Linked DNA regions of Sus scrofa: region 2 is linked to region 1. Evidence: chromatin contacts called from public HiChIP or PLAC-seq data. All regions are on one chromosome and are shown on one strand. The core of a region is the stretch at or near the end of the contact, and the rest is flanking DNA. Distances in the headings are between cores, read along the strand shown. Region 1 overlaps PDE4D (cAMP-specific 3',5'-cyclic phosphodiesterase 4D). Region 2 overlaps PDE4D (cAMP-specific 3',5'-cyclic phosphodiesterase 4D).

Evidence for each region. HiChIP or PLAC-seq counts read pairs in DNA pulled down with a chosen protein or histone mark.
Region 2: an H3K27ac HiChIP or PLAC-seq map of skeletal muscle shows a contact between it and region 1. The contact joins two enhancer-like sites. A contact is called at or near these places in 12 of 47 Hi-C or Micro-C datasets (blood, embryonic fibroblasts, epiblast stem cells and 6 more) and 1 of 2 datasets of contacts at active chromatin or transcription factors (skeletal muscle).

What each region holds. Positions count from the first base shown.
Region 1 is chr16:38,091,735-38,098,264 of Sscrofa11.1, forward strand. PDE4D (cAMP-specific 3',5'-cyclic phosphodiesterase 4D) reads right to left here. Exons shown (of 19, transcript XM_021076868.1): 8 at 2,699-2,772. Among named protein-coding and RNA genes, the nearest start is that of MIR582, 490 kb to the right of the region's middle. Within about 2 kb of position 4,092, at least 1 of the 83 cell types and tissues checked has an H3K27ac peak or open chromatin away from gene starts, as enhancers often do. A contact at or near this core is called in skeletal muscle, where this site is marked.
Region 2 is chr16:37,952,026-37,958,629 of Sscrofa11.1, forward strand. The region is part of intron 9 of PDE4D (cAMP-specific 3',5'-cyclic phosphodiesterase 4D); the gene reads right to left. Among named protein-coding and RNA genes, the nearest start is that of RAB3C, 540 kb to the left of the region's middle. Within about 2 kb of position 3,041, at least 7 of the 83 cell types and tissues checked have an H3K27ac peak or open chromatin away from gene starts, as enhancers often do. A contact at or near this core is called in skeletal muscle, where this site is marked.

The sequences.
Region 1 (6,530 bases), core at 2,842-5,341:
GACAAAGACCTTTACTTAGTCTACCCCGTAACACTGTTTGGCTAGACATCACCCAGGCCGTTACACAGCAGGTCACGTGCAGGCATAAGATAAGTTTTTCTGTCCTCCTCTAGCTGCTCTTTTCCACTTTAATCTGTTTTGTCCCTGGAAGTCAGTTGAAAACATCTGTCTTGTATAGAATGGGCCTCAGATCATTTTTGGGGGGACAGAAAGGCCAGTCAGATGCCTTTACACCTGCTGAACGAATGCCCATCTGCTGCAGGTGTAGATGCTGGTACCCAAGTGACTGAGTCTGAAGGAAGCATAAAAGGGGTTAGTTATAAAGTTTCTTGTTCTCCTTTTAAAGACAAAATGCTCAATTTCCTGAATAAAATAATGAGGCTAAAAAAGTTTGGAAGGGACACCAGTAATTTCATTTCTCCTGCAGGGTTGAGACTTTCAAAGGCTGGGGGGCAGGGGAGGTGGGGACTGTCCCTAGGAGCAACCGAATGCCGAAAGCCCCCGAGAGGCCACTAACCATGGAAGACACATTTGGTAATGAACACATAGCTTGAGGCACGCCCTCAGGTTTCACACATGGCATCACCAGGTCACTCTTCCTGCCAGCAAACAGTGCAGAGTGATTACCTGTGCTGGCTATTATTATACTAGGCACCGGGAATACAAACATGAACCAGATACAACCCCTGCTCTCTGAGAACTGATATTCTGAAGGAGTGCCCAGACGAGCAAAGAGGCAAAAGGAACACTGAGAAAATGTGCTAAAATAGGGGTGATGGAGTTCCCTGGTGGCCTAGTGGGGTATGGATCTGGCATTGTCACTGCTATGGTGCAGGTCATTGCTGTGGCTCAGGTTCAATCCAAGCCCAGGGATCTTCTGCATGCCATAAGCAAGGCCAAAATAAATAAATAACTAAAAAAATAAAAGTAAAATAGAAGTGACTACAGGATGCAATAATACGGCAGTGGAAAGGCATACTACGCAGGCTGGGACCTGTGGGCATGTGTGCATGTTGAGCGTTAAGAGACAGTGCCCCCACATGAAGTTATATTTAAGCTGTAACCTAAAGAATTAATCACAGTTAGCCCAGGGGATGAAGAAGGGAAGAAGTTGAGAAGTAAAAATACTGCAAATTTTCATTACCTGCAAAATGTGACAATCAGTTGAAGCTTCTGGCTTTCATTCCAGTTATTTGCATTGTGGCATTTATATTGATTTTTACAAAACCTTGTTCTGGCACAGGAAGTATATGTACATAATGATGGCCCGAGTTTTTTTTTAATCATGGAAAATGTGAATTTGGGAGATAGATTCTATTATTATGGGACGTAAAGTTCAGTTGTTTTTTTAGTGCTCAAGAAGCAGTAACCACAACAACATTTTTGTATGTTTAGGTAAGCTATGATTCCAAATTAAATTTTCATTCACTGTCCTCTTAATATTGATTTAATGCAATGCTTTTTTTTTTTCCTCCTGGAAAATTCTTCAGAGTTGATATTTTATTTATTTATTTATTTATTTGTTTGTCTTTTCAGGGCTGTACCCTCAGCATATGGAGGTTCCCAGGCTAGGGGTCCAATTAGAGCTAGAGCTGCCAGCCTACGCCACAGCCACAGCAACACGGGATCAGAGTCGCCTCTGGGACCTACACCACAGCTCATGGCAATGCCAGATCCTTAACCCACTAAGCGAGGCCAGGGATCGAACCCACAATCCCACGGTCCCTAGTTGGATTAGTTTCCTCTGTGCCATGACGGAAACTCCTAGAGGTGATATCTTAATGAGAATATTATATTATTTTATAATAGGTTGTCAAAATAATGGCATTTGAAAAAGTGAATCAGTTTTCCACTTAACCTTGGCTTCTTATTTTTTGCTTTTCTTCGGGGCCACACTCATGGCATATGGAAGTCCCCAGGCTAGGGGTCGAATTGGAGCTAGAGCTGCCAGCCTACACCACAGCCAGAATGACTCGGGATCCAAGTCCCTTCTGAGACCTACACCATGGCTCATGGCAACACAAGATCCTTAACCCACTGAGCGACTCCAGGGTTCAAACCCACTTCCTCATGGATACTAGTCGGATTTGTTTCCACTGAGCCACAACAGGAACTCCCCCCCCCAAAAAAATTTTTTTTTCATTTTCCACCTTTATTAGAACCCCCAGGTTAAAATTATTTTCCATCTCAGCTTTCTCTCTTTCAATTGCTTCCCCTGTTATCCTATAAGTCCCAGTTTTGTTGGGATCTTCATGGTGCTGTTGATCTAGTTCAGTAACAGCTCAAGAATTAGAGATCTTTGCTGTGATATGATGCTTCTCCTTGCCTTAGAATTAAGAGGATAAAGTGGGGTTAACTTTAAGGGCTGACGACACTCTCTGCCTATGGTTAATTTATAAAGTCAGCCAAAACTGTAGTTACCCTGAGTGTAAATAACTGGGCAGAGGACTGATCATGCCAGGTGATTTCTGACAGATGGAATCATCATATTTATTTGTCATCCTGCTTCATCTCTGATATGAGAACCATCATCACACAGTATTTATAGAAAATTAACAGGACATCGTATGACTTAGAGTAAATGGTTAGACAACATGGCAACTATTCAGAGAAATCTAATATATCACCTTGAGTTCAATTAAATTGAGAAAACACTGTATGAAGGTCCAGCCAGAAGGAGTGGGAGAAAATAACTTACTTGCTAGGTGCTCGGTCTTGCAAATTAGTCAACGCAGCAAAGTTGTTTCGGACAGTTCGCAGGCTGGCCAAGACCTACAACAAAAAAGGAGTCTTTAAACTTCTTGAAATGAGGGCCTCTTTAATGAAATTTGAAATGGTTTGGTGACTTTAAAAATTGGTTTGTTCAGTGAAAACCTGACACCACTTCCAACTTAGTTTCATATACTACTGAAGAACCTCCCAGCATCTGGTGACATTTACATGTATCCATATGAAATCCACAGAGGGCAAACTTAAAAAGATTTTCTGGATTATTTCTCCTCATGGTCTATGAATATGGTGACAGGAGCAGCAACTGCCACAGTATTTCTGGATTCCTCAGCCACCAAAAAAACAATGTCCCAGGCAATATACAGAGTGCTATTGCATTTTATGCAAATTTCAAATCATGTAATATGAAATATTCATAAAGTCTCACTTTAAGGGCAAAATGTAAAACAGTTCTCTTACCAAGTTCTCTTCAAACCAAGAATGCCATAATCTTAAAATCCACAAACCACACCCTTTTTTTTTTTTTTTTTTTTTTGTCTTTTTAGGGCTGCAACTGCTGCATATGGAGGGTCTCAGACTAGGGGTCAAATTGCAGCTGTACCCCCTGGCCTATGCCATAGCCACAGCCATGCCAGATCCCAGCTGCATCTGCAACCTACACCACAGCTCATGGCAACACCAGATTCTTAACTCACTGAGCGAGGCCAGGGATCAAACCTGCTTCCTCATGTATGCTAGTCAGATTCATTTCTGCTGAGCCATGACGGGAACTCCAAACTATGTACATTTTAAATTGTTTTTGCACTTTTGCCACAGGGCTACTCTAGCTAATACACAGAGATTCCTTTCCTCGTGAAGGTTATCTGATTCATGAATTATAAGGTCTCGAATAAAATGAGACTGCCCTGAATGTGCACAGTGCCTGGCCCATGAAAGACACAAAATTTTGTTGAATAAATGATTACTGAGACACAACATAATCCACACACACAAGGCAGGACCAGTAGGCCCCACTATTTCTGATAGCTCTTCCTTTTTTTCTAATTCTAGTGAAGCTGGACAGTGGCAAAACAATCAGAAGTTAGGGAGCACCATCTCCTCCCACTTTCTCCTAGAATGGGCAAGTTTCCCCTCAGGGTGTAGCCTAGAGTTGCTAAGGTCAAAGGCCCTCTGGGTGACAATGGGAATGTTAAGTTTCTCTCAAACTTAGATTTCAGATGCCTTTGTAGATACCACATCACAGCCCAGATGGCCTGGCTCTGTTACAGTCAACATGTGAACTCAGACAAGTTCCATCGTTTATCTGAAGCTTAGTTACTCATCTGGCAAGCAGGAGAGTGCCGTCTACCTCAAGGGCTGTTGTGAAAATGCGATGAGATGACAGGTAAGGTGTCCAGAACAGTGTCTGGCAAACACAAGGCGCTCAGGGACTATTAGCCCAACAAGGCAACATTCCATTTGACTAATGATTGGGCATGTATGCCGGGAATCTACTTAATGTCTCCTAATGACAATATGCAAGAGATGGGGGGCAAATTTATAATGTTACCAGGGCTCCAGGTCTGTTCCCAGAATTTTTTTTCACTGGATGCTGACCGAGACTAAAATCAGCCTAAATTTTGTTCTAAGACAAAAACGTCTCAGACATTTTTTAAACTGGCATTCCTTCTTGTAGGTCACTGGGGTCCTGTTTATGCCCAGGACAGTGACCTACAGCACTATCCCTGAAGGAGTTAATGGTGTTTTGTAAGGTGCCAACCATGATTAACTCACTCCCTGGAAAAATCTGGTCCATTATCACATATAAACAGCTCACAGTGCCAAAAGGTCACCCTGCCTATGACGGAGGATTCGACTGGCCAACTGCTGACATCAAACCATGCTGTCTTTTATCAGGCATGAAATCTTGAATGATCCAGAAAGAAATCTGACAAATGACCCACTGTCATTAAATCATGCAGGCTGAATTTAGACTTTAAGAATTGAATATTAAGTACACTAACAAAACATTTTAAGGTTATTGCCCCCCATCAATCCTTATTCTAGGCTAAAATTTAACCTCAGAATTCTGAGAATTTTGTTTTAATAAATTAAGGTAAGTGCATCTGACAGTTGGGCAAACAGCAATAGGACCGTAGGTAACTCATGATCTGTGCTCATTTGAAAGAAAGCATTACTTCATGAAAGATACACTCCACTTGTTTTTCTGTATAAAGGTTTTTGCCTCAGATATAATAAAGATATTAAATTAGAGGATTTCATTTTGGTTTTTAAATTACATTTTTATTTTGTACTTATTTGCATAATCTATATCTTTACATGGTACACATTTAAAAGTAAATTGTCTCTCTCAATAACAAAGAAAATAATCAAAATTATTGTTATTTCTGAGAAGAGGCCAACAGATAAAACTGGGGGACCCTTGGAGGCATTAAAATATTGGCACTGTTCTATTTCTTAAACTGTTGATTTTAGTATTGTTCTTTATCTTTTAGAAAGTCTCTAGAGATCTTCTCTTATATGGATGAAATATTTCACAATGAAACGTGAAAATAGGTTTCTCTGTTTGAGCCTCTCCTCCATTCAGCTGCTTATCCCCTCGACTCACGGGCTTTTAGATTGTCTCCTAAATTTTATTTTTATACACACTGCTGCAGTAAGTACCCTTGTAGATACATCATCCCCTATATGTGCAAGTATTACATTATTGTTTTTGTGGGGACAAATAATATTTGATAAAGGCTTTATTAAGTATTAACTTGATCTTCTGCACCATGACACAGATGGTACAAACAGAAGTGTAAATAAAAGTCCCAAACAAATGTTGTAAGGAGGGTGTTGTCCTAGGCCTAGTGGGATGATCCTGGGTGTCCATATCATGAAGACACTATGTTAGCCTTTCCTGCTCTCACCTGCACTGCTGGACATAGGGTGAGGCATCTGCTACTGCAGGTGGTGGAGAACTAGAGGCAGTTTTACATAAGGCCCTGAGTTAAAGTTCAATTATGCTTTGTTTTTGTTACAGGGCCACTCTCACTTCCCTTGAATTCAATCCTTTAAGAGCTAGAGTCTGGGCTCTATTGCTCCTACAATTTTCTCCACTCTTTAATGCTTGCTAATCAAAAAGTTCCCTGAGGTTTTCTCCCACACAGTTCAATGGTTAGAAAATGAAGGTCATTTCTTTCTCTTCTGCCCCTCCAAGCAAAAGTATAATCAGTCAAGGTTAAAATACATTGGGAATGATGAAAAATAATACACTTTAGGAAAGAAATTATTACAATGTCATGGAAAATTTTTGTACAGAAATGTACTTGAGCATGAAAGGGATTAAATGCTATTTGCACACACTAATCTCAGACTTTCTTAGGTATTTCTAAACATTTATTAACCAATAAGATTCACTGAAAATGGCAGGGAAATGTGGACTTCATTAAAAAGTTAAACATTTGAACATACAAGCCAAAAAGAAATATACACTTATATAACAGTAACTATTTGAAAATATTTAAAGAGATTGCTTTAATAAAAAGATGTGGCAATAACATTCAAGTTAAAAATTCCCACTTAAAAAGCAGAGTTTTGAGGATTCTTTTTCATGCTAACCACACTTTACGCCACTAGATGGCACCAAAACACAGACCATGAGTTGTCACAGACCTTGGGGTGGGTAGGGCAAGGAGGGAGAATTTCTTGTCTTGGTTTTACCGCCAGAAAAAAAATAAACTGGAGACAAATAATGATTATACACAAGATAGAAAGGTCATTATATGGAAACATGGAAACATCTTTCCATGTTATGT
Region 2 (6,604 bases), core at 1,791-4,290, 140 kb before region 1:
GCCCGGCCGCCTAGCCGACGCATCACCCGGCACAGCCCGCGCTGCTCGCTCGAGAGCCCAGCCGGGGAGGCGCGAGCGGGAACGTGTGTGTCCGTGGGGCTGCCGGGGGCCGGTACGAGGGGAGCGGCGGAAAACCCGGCGTGGAGCGCCCGCCGCTAGGTCGCCCGCCGCCTGGGGTTCGGCCGGCCGCGGGGTTCAGGGGTTCAGGAGAGACCTAACGCGCACGCGCGCGCGGCCGCGCACCTGCCCCGCGGGGATCCCGCGCGCCCCGCGGAACCGAGCCCCTCCCGGTCGCCCAGACTGGCAGAGGAGCCTTGGTGTCTCCGAGCTTTCGGGGGAGAGCCCGAGGGGCGGCACAAAGAGGGTTATTTATGACCCGCGCAACTGTTTCTGTGGGTTGGGGTTTTAAGGTTACTGAGGATTCGTTTCTGAGGATTTAGGATCTACCTACTTCAAGTGGACAGGGTGACTGTGGGAATCAAAAGTATTTTCATTAAAACCAGACTCTCTATACCCAGCCCAGCCCCTGCTAGGTTCCAGAAGTCTAAATTTGGGGATACACATAAACAGGCAAACAAAAACATACAATGTTGTGGGTCGGAAAGCTTTACAATTCACAGATTTGACAATGTGCTATATTTTCACATTGACAATTGTCGTAAGAGTTATCTTACCGGAACAGCAATGTGGCTGCACTCGGGCCATGGGAAATTTACACCTGTTATGCATACGTCCTTCCAAGTCAGTCAATGGAATTGCAAATCAAGGAGCAGGATGGTATTGGGAAGTCAAGGGAAAGAGTATCTGTTGTCATTATGCACAGAATAAAGCTTACAAAGGGGAGAAGATGAAAACACCACATCCAAAGGCATGTTATGGAAGCAGTTTCTATTTACAAAAGCTGACCCTGGGGCAGTTCTACAGTAAGGGATCAATTGCAGAGAAAGTCACTGTATTACATGCAGATGAGCATACCTTACAGAGGGGTAAAAATCCAAACTCTCTAGAGTCGTTTTACAAAACTTTATTATTGTCAATTAGAAAGAATGCATTGAAGAGCTTACATGAAGTTGGTGAGATTCTTCTTCTTTGTCTTCGAATCAAATCTACAGGTATTGGAGAAGAGATTCTATGCTTGAAATTTAGACTCCATAAATGATCAGCGGCACAACCAAAAATTTCATGGACAGAATCTCAGGCTTCTGGGATTTTTCAGAGAGGTTTTTATATAAAATTTGTAAAAGTTAGAATAACTTTCAAAATATTTGTTACATGGGCCATGTGGCTCACTGTTATCAATGATTCTTGAACTATTTGCTATTCACTTTGAGAATTCTAGGTTAAAAATTGTCTTTTATTCCACTTTTTTTTTTTTTTTTCTGTACCAATCTCTGTAAAGTATACTTCAGGTGAACAAAAAACTGCCTAAACCCTGCCGAGTGAACTAAAGTGTAAGACTGGAGCTTTCCCAACAAGAGAGGAAGAGCCTCATAAATCATAAGTATAAAATATCTGTATAGCCTTTCCTTTGAGTATAGGAATATAAAAATATAACGGGCTTGTTATAAAATTTGAAACATTACACAAAGTTGTAACAAAGAAAGTTCCTTGTAATCCCATACCCTAAAGATCACACATAACAATTAAGCCTATGACCATAACACGTTTTCATTTTACTTAACATCTGCCATAAGCAACTACAGCATTACCTAGTTGGGATGGTAGTATAGGTACTATTGGTTTTGTTTTGGCCTTTTTCTTCCCTCTAGTGGTATAAAATCAGGATGTAGGAATTTTTAAAAGAAAATTAACTTATTTTAGGTGATTTGAACCACCCATAGTTAGCATATCCAGTGGGTTGAAGATGCATAACTCCTGTATCTAGGATTACTCACTGCCATCTTGCCAGTCACTGGTTATATCCAGAAGACAGGAATCCCCTCTCCACACCTCAATGGCTTAGTGTTCTACATTCCTCTCCCCTGCTCTCCAACTTTTCCAAAGTCTGAGCACCAGGGGTTCGATCCCTGCCCTTGCTCAGTGGGTTAACGATCCGGCATTGCCATGAGCTGTGGGGTAGGTCGCAGACGCGGCTCGGATCCCGCGTTGCTGTGGCTCTGGCGTAGGCCGGTCGCTACAGCTCCAATTTGACTCCTAGCCTGGGAACCTCCATATGCTGGGGGAGCAGCCCAAGAAATGGCAAAAAGCCAAAAAAAAAAAAAAAAGAAAAAAAGCCCTCTCCCCCCAAAAAACAGCTTAAAAAAATGTAGTCTGTGTATCTATTTTAAACTCTAACTACTTCTGCATGAGTCTGGAGAAAGAAAAAAGAAAAAAGAAAAAAAAATGACCAGAGCACATTTACATACCAACAAGTAAGAAAATAATTACTAACTACAGAGCAAAGAACAGTTTGTTCTATAAAACTGTTGCTCAAATAAAGAATTACTGTTGATATTAGCGTAGAGCTGAATATTCTACTTTCACCAAATTCCTAGGTTTATAAGCAACATGGCTAGCCACAGTTTTTCAGTCAGTTTTAAAGCTTAACTTTTAGGAATTTTAACCCCAAATGTTCTGAGACATTGAGTAACTGACCTTTTCATCCCTTCTAAAAAAGCCTCGATGTGGAATTGCCAGCTATCCTACAGGAAATTGAGTCATCACACCAAACAACACACCTAAATGTCACCGATACTTGCAGGACAAAAACAGTGAGCTGGTTTAATTTTGGGTTTTACCAAGAACTTACACTGCATTCATTAATAAAATACTTTTCTCCCTGGAGAGCAGTAGTCACTATGGCACTACCTGAAAATATATGAAAACTCTTCTATTTCCCTGTCCAAAATCTTTCTAGGTCAAGGAACTACAGGGAGAAACTGCCTAATCAACCACTGTTGGCTAAATTCCACAAAAGCCAGGAGAGGACGATGGAAGAGCAACTGAGAAATAACTTGAGCCGTTGCAAGTCCCCTCCTACGGTAGCATTGGTTTCCTTCAAGGCCCCCTTGAACTATGTAACACCCGTGATTCTGCTCAGGATCTTCTGTGAACAAACAGTCCTCAATTCTTGCAGGCCAGCACTTGGCTTCCGTCATTGTGATGCGATCAAGGGTTCCCCTGACACATGGCCTGAAATGGTGCCAGGGGCTCCAAGGGAAGATGCTGAAGCAGCAGCTTCCTCTCGAAAAGGAAAAAAAGCAATCACCTCAGAGCCACAACAGTGAGCTGGAGGCTGAGGTTGTTTTCTTCTGAAACGTTCAGCCGTTTACCCTTACTCACAGCTTACAGCGATGGTGACCATTGAGGTAAAAGGATCCACTCTATGTGATGTGTGACTGTGTGGATGTCAGTTTCTCTGCCAGCAGTTGACTGATTATAGGTCTGTATAAAGTTGTCATAACCCCTACACAGACCTATTGGTGTAAATGAAGAGAACCAGTCAAAACAAAATGTCACTTACTTTGGATACCATTTGCTTCCACTTAATTCAAAAATATAAATACGAACGCTGATGGCTGATTCATACTTTTCCTAAAATTAAATGGAAAACAACAACCCTTTATCAAACAGGTAGGACTGGAGGAAAACGATTTCCATTCCACCATGTATTGCTTTGAGCTGTCACTGCCTGAATTTACTACATCAAGGATTTGTGCACTTTAGCTCTAACTTTTGTTGACTTTTTTTTTTTTTCTCTCTATACATTTTATCTGATGGGAAATACATGAAGGAGTTGGATTCACTTTCAATGTGTATGTGTAACAGGTTTAAGCAGAGCTTGCCAGTGGCAAGCTACTCTCATTTCCAAGTGTAGTTCCGGCGTCAGGTTCTTGTTTTGAAATCATAGGAAATACATAAAGTTTCACTTACTACTTCAAAAAACCTCCAAAGGAAAGGTGTACATATTTTTGTGAGTTTTTTCCTTGTCTTCTGACTATCTTTGATTTTTTTTTCCCCTGGGGCTGCTGAAGGCTCCAATAGAATTATGTTAATGAAATAAACATAAGATTGGGTTGTATTGACTTCTAGTATCTTCAGTAATTTCAGGAACATTTAACACCAGATATGTACCATGCACCTTATCAGAGTCAGAGTCTGCAAAAACAAGACACATTAAAGAATGTGTCCCTTATCCAAGGAAAGCCTAGTGTCCCGGGTATAGTTGGTTTTAGCATACTCTACTGTAGAAAGTATTGCGAAAGAAGGAAGCGTGTACACTATGGGAGAATAACAGAAGGCAATTTAAATCAGAGGTGGAGTGGGAAGGGGCTAAGTCCTAAAAAATGAAACAAGTGATGAGGGTGAGAAGATTTTTTAAGAGAAACAATATGAACGAGCACATGGGCCTGAGGTCAAAGGCTGTGTGTGTGTGTAGGGAAAGGACCTCCCATGGAGTCTTGCTCAGGGGGAAAGAGGCTAGAGAAATCTGCAGACTCTGGTCATGGAAGTCTTGTCAGGCATTTCCAAGTCAGGGCTTTGGGCTGAATCTTTAAGAGGAGGAGCCTTGATAAGTGATTCATGGTACTGTGTGATTTAGGATCAGGTTTTATTGAGATGGCAAATTCTAGGGCTCTGCAATAAATGGATTGAAGGAGGGAAGGCTGAAGTCAGTGAGACCATTATCTTCAGCCATTTTATTGGTAAAATAAAATTAATAATTTAAAGAATATTTGCACCTCTGATGATTATTCTTATCTAAAACAATCTAAGTATTAAAATTCGACACAGGCATATGCTCCCATAATATGTCAGGCCTGAAGAGAAGGACTGCCCAATTAGACGTTTGCAGGAATAGACCTCTTGCTTTCAAAAGCTAAAACTTCTGAAATTGCAATCATACTGTATTCCTCATAACTGTATCTGCCAGATTTTCTTTCAGCGAGAATGTGAGAAATGTTTGGCAAGGCTACTTACTACAGAAGCTAAGACTTTAAGGAGCCCTAGTTTGAGCAGAACTAAACTGTGGCCTCTTCCACACAGAAAAGGGGAAGACGATGCTGGTTGCTCCAGTGGGAGGGAATATATATGGTGGATGTGTGTGTGCATGTGTGTAACAGAAAGGGGTTGACTTGGTCTACAGAGTAATTTCACCCTACAAATTCCCCACTCCTTCCAATCTTTAACAAAGTTACTGAAGGCACAAAATGCTGATTTTTTTTTTTTTTTTTGCTTCTTTGTTTAGTCTGAGCTTGGAGGGCAGACTGGTTCAAACTGAAATGTCTGCCTGAGCTGACACTGGAGAGAAGAGACAGTAAGAGGAGAAGCTTTTGGAACTAAGTGTAAGAGGAGGGAGGATTTTTGTCCAAGGAAACAGAGCCAAGTGTAATCAGACATCTGGACTGGGGACTTTATGTGACATGTATGTGACTATAAGCAATATTACTCCTTGATGGAAATTAGAAAACAAGGAGTGATTCATGGAGATCCCATCGTGGCTCAGCAGTTAACGAACCCGACTAGTATCCATGAGGAGGCAGGTTCAATCCCTGGCCTCGCTCAGTGGGTTAAGGAGCTGGCATTGCCATGAGCTGTGGTGTAGGTCGCATATGCGTCTTGCATCCTGCGTTGCTGTGGCTGTGGTGTAGGCTGGCAGCCAGTTGCAGCTCCAATTCGACACCTAGACTGGGAACCTCCATATGCCACGGGTGTGGCCTAAAAAGACAAAAGACAAAAAAGAAAAAAGAAAACAAGGATTCCCATCTCCATTCCACTACATACAAGGCATAACCCCTGGCACATCACCTAATCTTTCTTGGACCTTAATTTCCTCACCTGTAGATCCGGAAGAATAAGAAGAACCTCGTAGATTATTTTAGTTTGAGTGCGAGACCACGAGTTAGATAACTCTGTGTTGATCACCTAATTGATTCTTTACCAGGCACTGCACTAAATGATGGAGATTTAGCAATGAGCAAGGTAGTTAAAAGTTCCCACCTGCTCTCAAAGAGTTTACATTCTACTGATTATAATAATTTTCTTTTCATGTGAATAAACATATATTGAACACCTGCTATGTGTCTGGTGCTGAGTACAACAAATGAAATAACTTTGGCTTTCAACAAGCTCATAGTCCAATGAGGAAGGCAGTTATAGTAGAGTACGTATGTACGTTTCCACTAAAGCCAGGCAGTAGATGGAGATGCACTGTCAGCACAAGGCAGAGATGGGGGACAGGAAAGATGTCATTAACCACAGCCTAAGAGCTATCTGGGAAAGCCTTCTGAAAGAGAGAATGCCAGTCCTGAGTTCCAAGGATGGATTGAAGAGTTAACCAGGTGAGGAATGGGGGGGGTGTGACATGTGAGATAGAAACATGTGCTGTTGCCAGTTGGAGAACCATAAGTCATATCAAGCAGATAAGAATACTAAATTTGGGTTCAGTAATGGACAAAGATAAGTTAGAGAAGTAGTCATGGGGATTTTAGTACAGTATTCCAAGAGTTTATTTTTTTTTAATTCATTTTTTCCTTAATGAGTCATTTTGCTTTTCAGGAAGATTACTCTGGGAACAGTGGGCAAAGAGGACTGGAGAAAGACAAGACCAGTTAGGAGGCCTTGAGTGGGAAGAGAAGCTGCCAGAAAGGGAGGGCGAGAACTTCTC